2 separate regions of the Zea mays genome follow, and region 1 is linked to region 2. Evidence: chromatin contacts called from public Hi-C data. All regions are on one chromosome and are shown on one strand. The core of a region is the stretch at or near the end of the contact, and the rest is flanking DNA. Distances in the headings are between cores, read along the strand shown.

Region 1 (6,569 bases), core at 3,766-6,265, 230 kb before region 2:
GCATCCTCGGCCTGCTGTGCAGGGAACACTTCCCTGGACTTGTGGAGTACGCCGGAGTGACGGGCCTAGCCTTCACCTTCGACCACTACGCCGTCGCCCCCGATGCAGTAGACCGGGACGGCAGGGAATTCAATAACAAGGCGGAGCGGGTGAAGCAAGAGTTGTGGGTAAGTCTTAGTATAATGTAAAATATGTCGCATTCGTTGCAAATTCTTGAAATAATGTATGGATAATCGTTTTTGTATGCAGGATTTCTTCAGATGCGATGCTGGATACGAGGCTAGGGCGGATGTGGTGGCCACCACGAGCTGTAAGAAGCTCGTCATGGACATGCACTATGAGGCCCGCATCCAGGCCATCATCACCTACCACGGCTCCGTCCTTAGGGAGAAGGTGACCAAAACTCAAGCCCGAACCATGTCGTTGACCAGGGAGCAGTACCTGCAGGTAAAGTCATGCATGTTTGGTACCAGTACTCCATGCATGAATTTTATTTTATCTTCTGATATGCACTTTACGTGTTTACTTTGCAGATGATTCCACATTGGTGCGCCGCACATCCTCTGTGCTGGGAGCAGATGGTGGATAGGTGGTGTTCGGCTGAGTGGGACGAGGCGCACACAGCTAGCCGGGAACAGCGTTTGATGATGCAAGGCCCCTCCCACCACCAAGGCAGCCGGAGCCTGGGCCAATATGCCGAAGCATGGGTACGCCACCTTTTTTATTTAGATATATAGCACTAAGTTAGATATTATTTCTAACTATCTCGTTGGTTTTCGTTGCAGTCGGCGTCACATGGTGGCAGGCCTTGCTCCACCTTCTCGGCCTATGCTATGGCCCATAAGGGTAAGGCGACGTCCGACGTCACCTACAACCCGGATGACGGGCCCGAGGCCTACACCAACCCCGCCGTCTACAGCCGCCTCCATGACTACACCGCCATGGCGCAGGAGGTCCATGGCCCAGACTATGATCCGAGCACCGAGCCGATCGACACCGATGTGCTCATGAGGGTCGGAGGAGGCAAGAGACATGGGCGGTACTGGATTGCCGACGGGGCAATCGACTTGTCCTCCACTCTCACTCTGTCTCAGGTGAGAGCAAGGAGCACGGGCTCGAGTCCAGCCATACGACCTCGGCACGACAGCTCACAGCATCGCATACAGCAACTCGAGGTTAGTGCTTCTGTAACTCGTCCTTTCTTGAGTTATATACCTTCTCTTTGAGTTACTATAACGTTGGCTTGTAATATTACAGACCCAACTAGAAGAAGAGATGAGGGAACGTCAAGAGATGGAGGCGAGGATAATGGCGGAGCGGGCGGCGGCTGATCAGAGGATGGCGAAGATGTTCCAGTACATGCAGAGCCTTGGCGCCGCACAGGGCATCCCTCTGTCACCTCCATTGTTCCCTCCAGTTGACCCTACTCTCTTCCACACTCCTGTGAGTATCAAAATTGTAGTTAGATGTTTGTAATGCATCTGGTATAACACATGCAATCTCTTCTCTTTGCAGGGCCAATCTGGGGCGGCATCCAACAACCCTCCGGAAGGGTTCAGCCCAACGCAGCCCCGGTCAAACCGCCCACCTCCATGAGTGTTGTGTTTTCATTGTTTTAGACTTCAGAACTTATGTATAATACTTATGTCTGTGTTTGATACTTATGTGATACATGAGTGTCATCAATTAGATCCCGTACAAGAGTGCACTTCTAACATGCTCAAAAAATTGCACATGAAAAAGAAGAGGAGTTTGCTTCAGTACTAGTAACTCAATCCACGGATCACGATATCCACTATATGTTCACTTAGCACATAACATTTGTCTCGCTTTCATTTTTGGTGGCGGCAAAAGTGTGCAATTTGGAAACCTATATTATTAAAATACTATTTTCAGTGGATTATTATATATATCTAGGCATAGATTCGAGACAACATATATAGTGTAAAAAGGATTAGAGTGCTAACATACTAAAATAATTATGGTCTCCGGATCCTTCATCTATGACTAAGTACAATCCTACTTAGGCTTTGTTCGTTTGTCCAGGAATGGACCAGGAATCAATCCAGCTGATTAAGGGTGTGTTTGGTTTGACTTTTGGCTTTTGGCTTTTGCCCCCTAAAAGCCAACCAAAGGGTTAGATCTAGGAAGCAGCTTTTTCTAAAAGCTGGCTTTCTCACAGTGCAAATCTGAAAGCACCCCTGAACCTGCTTTTAGTGGCTTTTCGAATGGAACTGTGAAAACATATATCGAAGAACTTTTAACGACTTTTAGTGGTTTCCACCAAACAGTTTTTAGTTTTTTAACGGCTTACAGCCTACAGCAGCTTTTTCCACAGCTCACAGCCCACAGCAACTTTTTTCACAGCCACAGCCCAACCAAACAGACCCTAAAACTTATATAAATTAGAGAAACAAATCGGCTATGAATTATTCCATGCCTCCATTCCGGAAGAAACGAACAGCCCCTTAGAGAGATAGAGCCCTATTCTCTAAGATTGTAGGGATTCTTTCGAAAATAGTCTAAATGATTAGGCAGAATTGCACTCGGCCATAAATGATGGATCCAATAGACAAGATTTAATGTTAAAATGCTAGCACCCTGATCCTTTTTGCACCAGATATGTTGACTATATTCAAAAGAGTTTATTTTCATATGACGGCGGAATAAGTAAGCAACGTAGGTACAAATTAAAGGTGATAGTTTATATTATAGTTAGAATAGGCAATTTTAAAACAAATACAGGGGTTAATTTTTGTTGTCTAATAATAGATGTGCGTACTCAAGTTACGGGCAGATTTATAGGGATGTTTCAAATTATTATTCAAAATGGCATAGTTGAGTGATAGAATGTTGATGCAAATTTAAGGGGTTCTTTTCTGTATTCCTTATGCAAGCTTGCATCTTCTATGCATTTTTTAGGAGATAGCTTTAAAATTAATTTAGGATAAAAATATATAAGAGAGTAATGCTGGAGTAGATTATCTAAAAATTGTCTCCTATATTAATCCCATCGTACGGCACTCCTAACGGAGCACTGATTCTGATGTTCAGAGTTCAAATGCACAGGTAAAACATGTGAGGAACAGCGCAGCCTGGCGTTCTCTGCGTGCGTGGCTAATGCACAGGGCACAGATCAGAATCGACTGGTTGTCCCAAGTCCAAACAGCTGGGGCCCAGCCTCCCAGGCGCAATTGCCCCGGCACCAGTGCACCACCGTTCAGCTATCCCTGTGGCTCGGGCTCCCCTCCCGTTGCTGTCAATTGTCATGTATGGAGACCCCCAGCGGCAGAACAGAGCATGAAACCTGACCAGACCGCGACGATGCCACGGCGGCGTCCGGTCCGAGAAGGCGCGAGAGGGCCAGCTGCTTGGGTTGGACTTGGACACCCAGCAGCAGGTCCCGGCCATGGTCAGCAGCTGGCTGCTGCTGCTGGCCTTCTCTTCCCTTTCGTCTCACTCCATCCAATCCCACGAGAAGGAGGAGGAGGAAGGGAATTCATTTTATAAATAATTAAAAGAAAAGCAAGAGTATAAAGCCAAGCCACGTTAGGCAGGGCAATCCAAGCGATGTCGTCGACCGGTCCACCTCGCCGCGTGTTGCATTGTGCCTCTCATGGGGGGGGCCCATCACGATGACCTGACAACTCCTCCCAATGCCGACACGACGTCTCGCGGGACGACGCGCGCGCGGCCATCGGACGGGACGGAGGAGCCCCGCATTCCGCCCGGCGGCGATCGTTCCGTGCGTCGTCGCCGTGTGTCATGTCATCTTGGTTGTGTTAACTTGATGCGCCCTCTCTCGTTGTCGTCTGTCAGGACTCAGGGAGTCAAGACTCCCAAGACCCACACACAACAGTGATGCAGCAAGCAGTGCCAGTGTGCCACCTCGTTCGCGCATTCGGGCTGGGCCTGGGCTCATAAATGTTCAGACTAATCAGCAAGGGCTCACGTTTGACTAGGCACGTACGTATGCCAGCAGGTCGGTCGAGAGGTCTGTTGCGCTACCGGCATACACTTGGAGTCGCGCTTCTGGCCAACCGACGGATCCGTCGCCACCCACGCAATAATTGGCATCCCATTTGCTTGGTGGGCGCGCAATCGCTGATGCTCAGGTCGCAGCAAATACGTATCCTAATCAATAATGCCATGAGTAAACCGTAGTAGCATATATGTGTGTTGTTTTTCTGGCTTTAATTTACTGAAAGCAACAGACCCCAGAACCGTGGTCTCTATGAATAAAGCGCTTTCCTCTAACAACTTTAACTCATGTTGGTTTGTGTACTCCTTCTATTCTAAAATATTAGTTGTTTTAGCTCTTATATTTTATGTCTATGTTCAAATATATAATAATGAATATTAAGTATTGTATGAATCAACTAAAAAGATAAAACGGATTTTATTTAAAGAAACCGTATATGTAGTGCATATGACTGACCTGTAGCTTAGGCTCTTAGCCGTCATCTCTCTCTGAAACACGACCGTTCAGCTGAATCAATGTATATGTAGCAGAGCAGACGCGTTGTTCAACGGTCCATCGGTCGCAGCTCCCTTTGCGCGGCGCGACCTGCCAAGATCAGTCAAACAGGCCCGGGTTACATCGACCTCTCGACACATTCCGTGACAACAGATGTGCTACCTGGGCGAGAGGAAGACGAGAACGGCCGATCAGCTCCAGGAGCCGAGAGCGTTGGCGCGTCGCGGTTTTTACAGTTGATCGCACCGGCCGGCTAGCCTGCGTGCCACGCGAAAACGACAGCGGATATAGTATGATGAACACCATGCGTGCGTGCGTGCGGCTATTCGCACCTGCTGCTAGGGCCGGTCGTGCTCGGGACTTGGGCAGACAGCACAGGTCATCCCCCCTCCCATGCGCGCCATGAGGACTTCTCTCGACATCATCATCATCAGGGCACGGGCTTCAACAAGCACATGCTTCTTCCTTCCCTTCGATGCTTAGGGGGTGTTTGGTTTAGAGGGACTAATTTTTAGTCCCTCTATTTTATACCATTTTAGTACCTAAATTACCAAATACAGAAACTAAAACTTTATTTTAGTTTCCATATTTAATAATTTAGGAACTAAAATAGAATAAAATTGAAGGGACTAAAGATTAGTCCCTAAAACCAAACACCCCCTTATTTTAAGTGTACGTACGTATACCTAAAAGGGGGTAGCAACAATCATTAGATCATCAAACTGGAACAAGCTGCGGCATTATGGGAAGAAGCAACATTACATCACATACATGCATGAGAGGAATGCATTGAGAGGCGCGCTTTACTGATGCCTCCCATATATTTCTGCCTGGCAGTGTCACAAACGATTGCATCCCACTGGCTGTGCTGTTTTCCAGGCTTATGTATCAGCTACGTACTTCAGAATACTGTGAACCCGAGTTCTAAAATTGTGGGGGTATGAAAAAGGCCTGATCGAGCCATTAGCTTCTTCTTGTTTCCTGCCATTGGGCGTGCTCAGCTGGGTTTCTTATGTTAATGTGCTGTCGACAGAACAGACAGGGGCGCAGGAAAGGTTTGTTGAAGGAACTAAAATAGCTAACAGCTAGCTAGCTAAATGAACATCACTACTGCTCATCGGCTTCCAATGCTGTTAGCAAAAGAGCAAGCAGTTCATAAAAGCTCAGAGTGGAACAAACAGCACTATCTGTTTCGCGCTCCACACATGCTCATCATCAGCAGGTGGCAGAACTGGGTGCCATTTTGTCAGATTTACGATGCGCCTTAACTAACAAGTGATATAAGATGTGTTTGCACTTTGGAGTAACCAATCGACCATTGGCAAAGGTGATTTGCGTTGCCTCTCTAATGAAACTAACACCAGGAGACTAGCTAACTAGCAACCTTTCGCTACCAGCTACCGCTTATGCAATGACAAACACTGAATTGTAAGTTCAGTAAAAAAAAAAATCATACCTGCCTTCAGCTACAGACGACTACCACGCACGAGGCCTCGTACAGTTTGCACGCCTGATCTGTGCCTTCTACCAGGTACGAGGTCGTGATCCGATCAACAGCACTAACTGCTCACAAAGTACGATCCAAACAACCAACGACCTGTACCACCTACGCTCACAGCGACCGATCACCTGCATGTACCAACCAACCCTACTCATGCACCAAACTCTGCCCCCAAATCCCGATTTGCCCACGGCAGCTTGGCCCACACGGCCACACCACCATGCTTATGCCCAACGCATAGAGGAACAGCCCGACAAAGGCACAATGGACCATCTGACAGCCTTGTGCGAGCAAATCTTCAGGGGAGGGGGAGGGGGCAGGCCAGCTGCAACAACTGCTATTTATGAACTGACACCGGCATTTCATCGAGCAGGTGACCGAAGCTATGCGCATGCCTAGCGTACTTCCCGCCATCACTTATTGGCAGTTTCGCACTCGCTGAGTGCAAACCCGCGGGAGGAATTCCCCCGCTTTTCTGTGATGGAATTGGGAGCAGTCTACTCCGATGATAGAACACGCGAGCCAAACACGCAAGGAAATGCAGCGAAAATTAACGAGATACTTAACAAGTTGCAGAAACTTTCTGATCTG
Region 2 (6,762 bases), core at 3,679-6,178:
AATTTCCTCCTCTCATTGTTTTTATGTGAGTTTCCTTAGATCAATACGTGTAGCCAGGTCAACACATACAGGTTGTGTTTGTTGCTACGTAAAGGTAGGCCTTTAATGAAATTTATTGTGTTTTATATTTTGTAAAAGGGTTAAGATTATGTTTTTAATGTTTTCCTTGCCGCATCTTTTTGTGGCAGAATGTCATCTAGGCACGAGGACTACTATCTCTAATCATTGGAGCTTTGTTTGGCAAGGTAATTAGCACTTGAACAGCAATATTGTTGTACTACATGTTGTGCGATGATTACAATTTCATTTCGCGCACTAATCTCATGTGTCTAAACCATATAGTTAATTTACATAATCTTAGTAAATTGCAGATTCATATCATAAACAACGTATGCTGCTAACATAATTTTTTTACAACCACATTTACAACGTGGTATCCAAAATGGCTACAACAACTCAACCATCACCAGATACGTCTTCATCAAGAATATAAGATACAAAATTTTCCTTTATGTATTACTGCTACAATCTTACCACCTAAAATGCATGATAAGTACTAAGAAACCTTTGCACCACTAATCCTTATATCAGACTATGTATTCATACTAGCTACATTGTTCTTATTTCTTTAGTGACATGTCTCTGAAAATTACTCTTTGGGGAAATCAAGCATCAAACTTTTCTATTCGCGATGTTTACAATCAAAGCAACAACTAGCCTATTGTCATACTGCTCGTTGGATTTCTTGTTAAACAATTCAAATGTTATAATCCAAGCTTTTTAAAAGAACAATTCAATTATTTATTCCAACAAATATGATAACACATATTCTACATGCAATGTAGGTCAACCATACCTAAGGGGTACTACAACAAGTTCATGATACTTCAAGCCTGGAATTCCTGAGGCGCATACCTACTACAACAGGCAAAACAAAATAAATTTTGGATACAGTTCCTTCTAACACTCACTATTTTTATACCACATTTCAAATCTGCTCCTCTCTAATCTTATACCCATAGTTAGCTAACAGTTTAATAAACAACAGTCTACTAAGCTAGCAGTAGCAATATTTAAACTAAAATTGTAAATAAACCTTGTTTTTTACCATTACCTCTTTATATATTACATTCAGACCAGTTTGGTCTCCCTCTTCAGACAATATTCAATACTTATATTTATTTTTTAACTAAAACTAATAGCCACGGTTTCATTTCGTTTTTTCTATAAACAAATCACTGATAGATGTTACTGCAAAAGAAAAATCGCAGCTGACTAGAATCAGTGTCTACAAAACAGTTCATTTTTAAACGGTGTTATAATTGCTTGTATTTCTTAGACACTATTTCAATTTTTTTAAATGATGATACATGCTATCCTCTTTTTCCTAAAGCGGGTTACAGGACATCCTATTGTCTTCAAATTTTTTTAAATAAAAGTATTGTTCATACTACTCATGCACAACTTCAATACAAAACAAATTAAGGTACACACCCTCTCCTTTTTTGATTGAACTCTTAGGATACCATGTTCTCTTTAAAAAACCAAAAAAATATTTAGATGTTGAGCCAATCGTTCACATCACACTGTTTACGCCAAAATAGAAAATATAAGAGGAACTTTAACAAAAAATACTAAAACTAAGTCTTATCTGATCATGGTTGTGACATCACTTGAAGGTTGCAAAACAATGACCTCCAACTAATACAACCCACAACAGCTGAAGAAGAAATTCAGCTTTCTCAACCACCAAATTTGGAAGACAAGACCGTTGAAAAGCTGCTCAACATAGATCCGGATATGTTTCCCGTACTCACTACTAAATCCTCCTATGTTTCACTTCTTTAACACAGATAATATGCTTATCTAACTTCGTATATTTTTTTCTCTTTTATAATGTAGGCAGAAGGCTATAGATGTATTGTTACTATATCACGCATCGTGCAAAATAGCAGATGGTGGTACCCATCTTGCTCCAGGTGCCACAAATCTTCATCTCAAATCTCAACTGGATATCACTGCACATCATGTGGCTGCACAAATATTAAGTTTAGGTAAAGCTGAGCACACACACTTGATTTACCACCATTTATTTCGTTTTGATAAAGTCTTATCTTTACTACATACTTAATTGTTGCTTCGAAGCACTCATAATTTCAATTGGCAGATACAAGCTCAGCTTCATTGCTACTGATGGAACATGCGAAGCAGAGTTCTTTTTTTTGATAGCATAGCCAGAAAAATAGTAGGAGAACCTTAGGGCAACCTTGTTACAGCAGTTACAACTTCTGAGAGTCCCAGCAGCCCTAGCCGCTATTGTGTGTCTGAAATTTACTCTTGCAGTTGCCATCAATATGTCAGCCTACTATGTCATGAACAGAGTATTCTCTATTCTATCTATTTTAACAAATCATGGAAGACAGACCTTCATACCATCTAACATGCCTAGCCATCCTCAACAAGAGTTGTATACACAAGATGAAGTACCTAGCCTTCCGGTCGGCCACACAAGACTCTCCAGCAACATCAATGGCAAAACTATCTACCTGTAGCAACGAAAGAAACGAGGTATGAAACTTCTTGTTTTTCTTGCCATGTACAACATATTATAAACGTCTCATTTCTTCATGCATACAACTTGATAAAGTCTATTCAACAGGCACGATGACGTGTTCTAATATATTCAGATATGCCACATGACACAGAGGTACCTTTAGTACTGCTAAATACTTAATTTTCATGCACTCACAGAGTTACATATCTATTGAATTTTAATACCAGATATAAATTAATACAAACAATACACACAAAATAAATAAACCAAGACAAAATGAACTTCCACTTTGTCATAGCAAACTACATTCATAGATTTTATGCACTTAACCACAGGGTGATGACAGCGCATAAGTGAACTCAACAAGCAAGAGATATCGTCACCACCAAAATGGTATGTATTAGAAAGATAGTTGGACATGATAGCAGTAGCAACGACGACCTTCTTTTAAATGCTAGATCTTATTTCCACGCTAATACAACATTCATGATATTACATAGGATAAAACATAGCCACACTAGCAAAGGCATACCAGATCTTACAAACCCCAAAAAGAAAAGCTCCTAAATCGTCATCAACTTCGTGAAGGTATAACACCATGTGCAAACCTTATTCATACACCGCAAATATCCTTATACACAATCTACATAATATATTCCACTCACCGTTTTACCTAGCAACATTAACAAACTATTGGGAAAAAAATTCCAAAACTCTAATATTTTCTTCTCCTTTGTGCACAGGTGTTTGCTTTTTGCGCACCTATCAGGAGCACCATCACTTTTGGATCATGAATGCTTTCCTATAGATATGAACCTACTGTTATACTATTTGTGGATATGTACATATTGACTTAACACCTGCAAGCACATTGTTGCTAAGTGTTGATGTATGGTAGTTGAATGCTACTTAGTATGTATTGTAGTCTAAATCCACTCTACAGCTGGTATCAACTATTATATAAAAACAACGTCATATGCTTATATTTGGTTTCCTCCTTACGCATTATATACTCATATTATGTTTAAATATTTGTTTTACATACCTGGGTAGTCACGCCAAACCCTTAAGCTATATGTGCTCACGCGCGCTGGGCGCGCGCTAAACACTAGTATATATAGAACCACAGCTTTACCGAGCCTACTCTAGCACTCGTACGTACATGACTATCTAGCTATTACATATATATTAGTAGTATTAATTAAAGGTATTAGTGCAGGACAGGACAGCAGTGTCTGTTCTAGCTTGTTCAACCGGGTTTAGCGCGCGGCCACACAATAATTGGTCGCAACAAAGCGTGAAGCGAGTACGCGCGTGCGGCTTTGGGCCAAACGAGATCGACGCAGAGTTGTAGATAGGGGCTCAAACCAGTCATTTCTGATCCGGACATGCAGGTATGTAATACTAATGCCCAACGCTAATGCACGGACAAAAGCGTCGTTATGGATTGCAATCCACGCAAAGCGGGCGGCGCGTCAGAGAGAGGGAAAAGGGTTCGGTTAGGGCCGGTTAGGTTAGCGCGCAGATCGTGGTCGGGGCCCCGCCTGACTACTGACTAGTAAGTAGTAAAGCGGAGACGACGACGGAGACCTCTGGTGAGCAGTTCTCGCACGGATAAGAACCAGACCCGTTGGAATGACAATGCCATAGCACTGCTAGCTCCTTGGTCACGCAGTACACCTAAGAACCAGATTGCCTGCATGCACGGACACGAAACCGAACTACAACACAATATACTCGCCTGTAGCCTACCCTGCCCTCAGGCATACGTACGTAGTACTCGTGTAACGTTTACACCTTCTTCTTCAGCCTCTCGAGCGACCTTTCAACTTGGTGACGACGCCACACTCCGTCCGAGACTAGTAATAATGTAGCAGCAGCAGACGCCAGTGTGGATGAGGAGCCCTGATCCAACCACGTACGCACGGTGTACAGCAGGAAGCCTAGCTAGTACGTAAACAAAGGAAAAAGATGCTCATCATCACTCATCAGCAAAGCCGGGTGGATTAGATCACGTACCATATCGACGGTTTGGATTTGACCAACGACCACTGTAGCCTAAGCTGGTCCAAGATTCGAGGAGAGCGCGGCGGTGGCGGTTGGCCAGCGGCGGCACGTATAACTGCGGGTCTGCGGCACACGGCAGAGCGCCGCGTGGGTTGGGGGGAAAGGCGACGAGGAGCCCCGGCCGTACCCGTACGTGGTGCGCGGGCGCGGCAGCGACCACATGCGCGCTCCATGTGCGAGGGAGGGCAGGCGGGCCACGTCGCACGCCGGCTCCCCGCATGCATTCGCGCCTACTCTACTACAGTACCGGGCGGCGACGTGGTGCGCGGCGCCAGGCCAGGGCGCCTGGCACGGGCACGGGCCATGTGCGCCTCGAACACGATAGAGGGGTGGGGGTGGCCGTGGCACGTGGAGCGACCGGGACACGTCGCGCGCAGCGCAGGCGCGGCGGGCAGTACGGCGAGGAGGAGGGGAGAAAGGTCTCTCGGATTCGCGGGCGCGGGCCGGGAAAAGGAATCAATGGAGAGAGAGAGCGCCTAGAAGCGTCCGCACCACACAGTTGGGGTAGCTATAGCTCCGTAGCAGCGGCGGCCTGCTTCCCGGCTGGCGACACGGAGACCGACCGCCCGGCCGGCGTGGAGTAACCACGACGAGCCCGTGGGCCTGCTGCTAGCCGCGCCGGCGGCGTACGCACTCACTCACTGACTGCTCCCCGATCGCGTACCACTCGTCCACTCCTCCCTCGGGGGCCCAATCAAGCCTGGCACAGCGGCACCACAGCCGCGGGCAATGATGCTTCTTACGGCTTCTGGTCACTAAAAAGGTAACTAGTGTCTAACGCGCGCCATAAGCGCGCTATTTTTTTTTAACATTTTAACATTCTTATCAAAATGTATGTAAAAAAGAAGGAACAGTATATCCGATGACGAAGTTGTACATCATCAAAAATATATATATTGTAATGGTTCCTTATTTCTAGGAAGCATGTAGCACGATGTAAAGGTTATCTATATATATTCATGCATTGTATTTAGTTACAAAATGCTAATATATGTGGTCTCGATGGCACATCTAATAAGATCATCATTTAAAATCAATATAAGCAATAATACTACAGTTATTTTTTATATATATGAACAGAGCAATTTACCTGTGCATAAGAAAGCATAAATATGTATTTTTTCCCAACTTTGAACAGTTCTAATAATTCCTTTTGGCAAAACATGTGATTCAAACTATCACTGTTTGCCCGATTCCAAAAATGTAAGTACTTAGATATATAAGTCAAGCTAAAATACATAGCATTGTTGCTCCTTAGTTACTAGAAAAACAATTTGCCAAGTTGAACCTCACCTGTAGTCTTTCACGACACTTAAGATCCTGTTTGAATAACTGTTTCATGTCTTTCAACCCTTTAAATCTACATTTAAAACATTCACATGGAAACTTTTGATGATGAGTACTTTAAGGGGGCATGATATTAGAACTCATATGAATGGCAAGCATCGGACAACCATTAATTCCAAAAACAAAAGGACCAAACATACCTTGTAAATGTTAAACCAAACATCCGCTTGGCTGTATATATTACTCTTAGTGCAGATAGAATATAGGACTATGCAAAACTGCGACTCTCAAGTCTAGCAACCGCGAAGAAATATCAATGGTTGGACCAATTCAAACACATTGACCATATAAGATTATATCCTCATCTGCTACACCATATTTTCCCTTGCGGCAGTTATATGCTACCTCAGTTTCTGCATATGCATTTCTGCATATGCATTACACTCAGTGGGATGTTCAATGGAAGAATAAACTTTCCACTAAGATATGGTTAGAGAGAAGATTATAGTTTCTACATAAGGTATTTGTTAAGCAACCAAAATATAAGAACAAAAGATACCTTCCCTGTAGATCTTCCATGAGCAGAATAACCATACCTGCATCACACATATAAGTCTGTTTGAAATCACTAAATCAATTTCAGGGAGAAGACTGTTCCTAACTTTAACCACATTTGGGTAAGGAACTAGTCGTCCCTGCATAATGCAATCCACGTAGAAAGACCCACTAACCATGTCACAAAATGCAAGGCACCACCTCATCAGCATTGTAAAATCTAAGATACATCCACAAAATATATTATCTTGCCTCTTTGTCACACCTACAAAGTCTGTGCATTTCCTATCTGGTGCATA

What was found. Hi-C and Micro-C count contacts between places; a contact is called where the count stands out from the background.
Region 1: a Hi-C map of ear shows a contact between it and region 2, with 2.5 times the contacts expected there. The contact joins the promoter of LOC103634916 here to the enhancer-like site in region 2. A contact is called at or near these places in 3 of 25 Hi-C or Micro-C datasets (ear, leaf mesophyll and tassel).

The regions. Positions count from the first base shown.
Region 1 is chr8:21,418,623-21,425,191 of Zm-B73-REFERENCE-NAM-5.0, reverse strand. LOC103634916 (NAC domain-containing protein 75) reads right to left here and starts at 5,015. Exons shown (of 9, transcript XM_020542516.3): 1 at 4,810-5,015; 2 at 4,640-4,735; 3 at 4,439-4,567.
Region 2 is chr8:21,184,912-21,191,673 of Zm-B73-REFERENCE-NAM-5.0, reverse strand. LOC103634908 (a long non-coding RNA gene) reads right to left here. Exons shown (of 6, transcript XR_556997.3): 6 at 6,131-6,762. LOC103634910 (a long non-coding RNA gene) reads left to right here. Exons shown (of 9, transcript XR_002264414.1): 1 at 1-94; 2 at 189-245; 3 at 846-1,809; 4 at 1,903-2,054; 5 at 2,168-2,568; 6 at 2,648-2,707; 7 at 2,890-2,947; 8 at 3,055-3,142; 9 at 3,298-3,555. Among protein-coding and RNA genes, the nearest start is that of LOC103634910, 4.7 kb to the left of the region's middle. Within about 2 kb of position 4,928, at least 17 of the 20 cell types and tissues checked have an H3K27ac peak or open chromatin away from gene starts, as enhancers often do. A contact at or near this core is called in ear and tassel, where this site is marked.